Regions from separate parts of the Rattus norvegicus genome. Here region 2 is linked to region 1. Evidence: chromatin contacts called from public Hi-C data. All regions are on one chromosome and are shown on one strand. The core of a region is the stretch at or near the end of the contact, and the rest is flanking DNA. Distances in the headings are between cores, read along the strand shown.

Region 1 (2,583 bases), core at 55-2,554:
CACGTTCCTTATCTCAGATTCCATCTTTTACACGTTCAAAGATTTCAGAGGTGGAACCCTTTTCACTTGGGTTACGGTAAAGACCACTATTTACTTGTCTCACCATTTGCACGACACTTCTCTAGTCTCGGTATAGGTCAGAGGATCCTTTGACTAACTCACCTCCTGTCTATTTCTTCTGGTCCCTCCCCTTCTGCGCCCCGCCTCCTGCTGGGGCCAACCCTGTCCCGTCACCTCTCGCCTCAGTCCTATCTTCCTAAGGCTTTCAAAGCTCACCTGAAGTATCTTGCAAGCACACAAGGCATCCACGTCCGAGGCCACAAAGAGAAGGACCCTCTGTAGAAGCGAACACCGACAGATGAGTTGAGTACAGGGACACCAAAGTCTGTGGCAACACCCTGACCTCCCGGCCCATCCACGGACACTCGCCCTCATCCCTCCCCTCAGATAAAGTTTTGATCAGGATCGTTGGACGGGAGTCACCTGGTTGTGGACTAGCTCGTAGAACTCCTTGCGGAAATCGGTCACGAACATAGCCACAGCGGCCGGATACCTAGAGCTGGCGCTGAGACACCGACAGCCCGGAGGTCCTCAAGACTCCCGCCAAATCACAGCTCTTCCGATTGGTCCACGCCAGCAGCCAATAGTTCTTAGTCTTTCCTCCTTTCTGATTGGGTCCTACGGGGACAGCCAATAATGCTCTGCGATTCGCAGCTGGATAAGATCCGCCCGCCCCGCAAAAAGAAGCAACATCGTTACTCCGGCTGCGAACCTTGTTGCTCGTGTTGACGCTAACTTCCAGTTACCCAAAGCCCTCTACGCTTGGCGGACATCTTTACTTCGGGAAGGAATGTCTACTATCTGACCCTGGAATAGTCAGAAAAATATACTCTTAGACATAAAGTAAATTCAGTTACACATTGTTTGAAGGCTGCAACTACGTTCTCAATACACTGTCGAATTAGAGTGAGCTATAGATTACTTCCGCCCGAATCCATGATGGCGGGGTCAACGCCGGAAGCTCTAGCTGCATTCTGGGTATTGTAGTCAGTGAAGAGAACGGACCCTACCAAGTTGTTCGGAAGGGAGTACTCATATCAAGTTGTTCGGGAGGGAGTACTATCTAAACATTTTAAGTAATCGCTGTCTTGTGAAACCAGTTATCAAGTGTTTTAATGTTTACTTTAAATAATTTTCAAACCTCAGGCCTTTCCATGACTTTCTGATTATACGCTGCTGACTCCAGGCCTCCGTACCCCGCCCCCTCCGTTCGTCACTTCCGGCGAGCCTCTCGCGGGTTCTGGGCTTCAGAGCGGTGGCCTCGGCTGCGAAGAGGGAGCTCTGGGTTTCTATTGTAAGGTTCAGGAAAAGAAGCGGCATCACCAAGCGCTGTCAGTCATGGTGAGCTGGCCGGGGATCGCGAGCCGGGTGATGCCAGAGCTGCCCCTGGCGCTCGGCAGGGAGGGCCTGGACCTGGTGGCGGAGGTGCCGAGTCACCCGGGCCTGTATCGGCCGGCTCCACTGTCCGGAGCGCTTCTGTCCCAAGTGGTATCCATAATTACGAGCCGCCTCTTTTCTTCTTAGCTTGTCCGAGTCATGACTCGTATGCCTTTCGGCGGGACTGCAGCCCTGAAGAGTAGAAAGGAACCTGTTCCTTTATGTCGGTAGTTCTCATAAGTGCTCTCGACACGCAACAGGTTTCCATGAACTCGAAGTTAACTGGAGAGTTCTTGGAGAGTGGTGCGAGGGAGGAGAATCCGAAGGACCATTAGCTTTGCCAAAGTTCCCCGGCATTTTATTTAGTAGAGATCATGTTTTAGGATGTATGTCACGTTGTGTTCATTCACGTTGCGATAATGGCAATAGGTAATATTTGGGGCGCTTTTTTTTCTATCAACGTACACTTATTTAATTCCTGCATTCCCCATGGAACATAGGTAGTTATTATACTAACCGAGAGAACTAAAACTCTGAGAGGTAGAGGCACAGAGGTTGGAAGTCAAGTCCATCTGGCTGCAATGATGCTTCACTGGCACTGACTACTGATGCCGGCACTGACTGCTTCATGTATTAGGCATCCAAGCTTTAAAGGAAGTAAACATGGATGGTAGAAGCGGTGAAGGAGGAGCAGGTGCCCATGGGTGGATGAGTTGGAAAGATACTATTAGGAGTGTGGCAATACTTTGTGTATGTTGTTTATGTTTCAAGAAGAAGCAGTAGGCTAGATGGATGGCATAGGAGAAGGAGCTTTGATGAGCACACACCCCCTAACCCATCATTCAAAAAGGGTTTTGTGGGTTATACACCTAAGACTTGAGTCAGACAGTTCTACTTCTGTGCTAGTAACTGAAGAATCATCTTTTGCAATTTATTGGAGGAGGGTGTTGGTGTGCACCTGGGCCTGAGAATAGAGGCCCGGCGCTGGGTGCGTGAGTCATTGTGCTTGGGTGCGCATCTGTGCATGTGAAGGTCAGCAGGCAATCTTGGATGTAGTCCCTCATGTCTTGACTTTGCTGGCTGGTGTGAGACAATGTTTGATACACAGTGTTCATGTCTGTTGTGTGCTGGGAACATCTGGAGAAG
Region 2 (2,583 bases), core at 45-2,544, 380 kb before region 1:
TCACAAAACCTTGCCGGTTAGCCCTTGTGAGGAAAAAGGTCACGGAACAGAAAATGGACTTCTGCTCAGTAGGAAGGATGTCTCCCTCCTTGGAAAAGTATCCCCCTCGCTGAACGAGAAGGCTGAGCTCCTTCTAAAGACCTAGACATTAACCTTATCTCAGAGAGCTCAAGGCTGTATCCCTAGGGCATCTTCAGACCCCAGAGTGTCTGCTTGAGAAAACTCAAGATGGTCGAACTGAATTCCTGCAGCTAAAGCCAGAAGCTCCCAGTCCCAGCTTCTGTGGGAGCATGGGAATTAGACCAGCAGCAAACCCATGTGAACCCTGCATAAACCACCCTTCCCTTCCCTGGTTTTTCTAACTGCTCCCTTCACTGATTCTGCACCCCTTTGTTCCCCTGGAACCATACCCACTTGTCACATCTGCTCAATTGGAGGTGATTCAGCTGGTCCCCTACCGTTCAGCAATTCCCCAGTAAAATCTGCCCAGCCATTAATTAGGATAGTGCTGTGACAAGCTGTCCTCTTGGGCCTCACCTCACCACAAACCCCTAAAAGAGGTTACAAGTAGTCATGGCAGCTCCCACTGTACTCCTAATGCATGGAGGGCCAACAAGGACCCAAAGGCTCTGGCTGGAAGACTTTATAACACTGCCCCATGCGACTCTAGCACACACCCAAAGCCTGTCCTAGTGCTCCTGCCTCACTGCCCCTGAGCTCCAAGAGGTTCCCTTCCGTGGGGTAACCTATTCTTTTGCAAGGAGTGACCCACGGGCATCCTAAGGCTTCTCTCAGAGAACACCTGTTGAGGAGATTGCTCAACAGTTTCCAACTCCACTGACCATCCCTGGGTCCTGTAACTCTGACCCTAATTTTTGCATCCCAATCCAAGAACTAAGTCAGATCGTCTTAGGATGGGCCGTGCCCTGGATGTGCTACATCCTGTCCAGGTTAAGCCCAACTCCACAGGCTCACTGAAGGACATCTACCACCCCAGCACTAATACTCAAGTTCCCTGTGAGAAGTGTGGAGACTTGCCTCGCTTCACCGACCTCCAGCCCAGATCAGACCCTTTACAAGTGTCTACATTCTCCAGCCCTGGCTCGCGCTCCCCTAGGTCAGCCCAGTTCCCACGTATGGATCCTTCAGCCCAGTCCCAGTTCCGTGTTTGCAGATTCCAACCCCGGGTCTGAGCTCCGGGCGGTGCAAAAGCGCGGGCCGCAGCACTCACCTCCTCAAGGCCACGCACAGGTCCGATCCCGACGCTTGAACGGCTCAGGCAGCGCGAAGGGCAGCCCTAACCGCCTAAGGCCCCCGGACCATGGCGGCGATTGTGGCGGCGCTGCGCGGATCCAGCGGGCGCTTCCGGCCGCAGACACGGGTTTTAACACGCGGGACGCGGGGCGCGGCGGGCGCGGCGAGCGCAGCGGGAGGTAGGGTGGGGTCGTGGGCGGTGCACGCGGAGAGGGCGCCTGTGGGAGTGTCCACAGGGGGTCGCGGTGGCGGGGCTCTGCTGGACTGTGTCCGCGTGGGCGTGCCCGCGCAGGCCCGGGTATCACGAGACCAGTGTTCTGGTTAGGAGGGGGGTCTACTCCTGCTCCAAAAGGACAGCGGGCAAGGCTGAACTGGACGCAAAAGTGAGCTCCGGGGGCTGGGGATTTAGCTCAGTGGTAGAGCGCTTACCTAGGAAGCGCAAGGCCCTGGGTTCGGTCCCCAGCTCCGAAAAAAAAGAACCAAAAAAAAAAAAAAAAAAAAAAGTGAGCTCCGGAGTCATATGGTAGATGGCATCTTCCCTAGACCCCATAGCATCCATTTAGTGTGTTCATTAGATTCCTGCTCTCTGCTTGCCCTGTTCCAGACAATAGAAAGGAACCAAAACAGGAACACTGAGTCCAGAGGCAAAGATGAAGCAGAGACTTCTTGGAGAAGAGATGTGGGCAGAAGGAGTAGGCCTAAGCACAGTGCATGAAAGCCAGAATTCGAGGGCTTCCTCCAGGAAGCTACCACCCAGCTGAGGTGTTCTGTGATATCTGCTGCCTAGGCTTTGCTCTGTAGGACAGCAAACCCACCCCAGTAGGCTTCTCATATCCTTCTTCATACTGACCCTCGAAACTTTCACTGTGGGCTTCCTCTAAGTGTTTATCAGAGAGGAGGCTCCTGGGTGTGCACAGTGGGAGAAAGCAAGTGGCCCACGATAAGCCAGCCCTACCAATAGTTTGATAGCAAACAGGCAGAGGGCACAGTGTAGGGCCTCAGAGGAGGATGACCCAATAGGAGCCCCACTCAGGCAATAGACAGGATAGGCATCAGCAATGGAAGGTAAGATCCTTCTTTAGGGTAAAGATACAGGACCTCCTATCTGTGGCTCTGCCTGTCAGGGTCCTCCCTAGGGCTGAATTGCCACCTCTTTTTTTCTCTAGGATCACATCAAAGCCATCAAATAATTTGTAACTGTTCAGGTCTTTTCAGGGACTCGAACCTGGGATAGGTTCAGATGTGGAGCTGCAAGCCATGGGCCACCTCTGACCTTCATCTGTGTGTTTCTGTGGTGGGGTGCAAGCCAGTAACCTTGAGGTATATGGG

Evidence for each region. Hi-C and Micro-C count contacts between places; a contact is called where the count stands out from the background.
Region 2: a contact with region 1 is called in a Hi-C map of mammary epithelial cells, with 3 times the contacts expected there. The contact joins the promoter of Txnrd2 here to the promoter of Ufd1 in region 1. A contact is called at or near these places in 1 of 12 Hi-C or Micro-C datasets (mammary epithelial cells) and 1 of 1 datasets of contacts at active chromatin or transcription factors (oligodendrocytes).

Annotation. Positions count from the first base shown.
Region 1 is chr11:95,688,144-95,690,726 of GRCr8, reverse strand. Ufd1 (ubiquitin recognition factor in ER associated degradation 1) reads left to right here and starts at 1,304. Exons shown (of 12, transcript NM_053418.2): 1 at 1,304-1,401. The coding sequence starts at 1,399. It overlaps Cdc45 (cell division cycle 45), which reads right to left and starts at 549. Exons shown (of 19, transcript NM_001105866.2): 1 at 484-549; 2 at 277-336. The coding sequence starts at 534.
Region 2 is chr11:96,071,186-96,073,768 of GRCr8, reverse strand. Txnrd2 (thioredoxin reductase 2) reads left to right here and starts at 1,294. Exons shown (of 18, transcript NM_022584.3): 1 at 1,294-1,433. The coding sequence starts at 1,322. It overlaps Comt (catechol-O-methyltransferase), which reads right to left and starts at 1,398. Exons shown (of 5, transcript NM_012531.2): 1 at 1,232-1,398.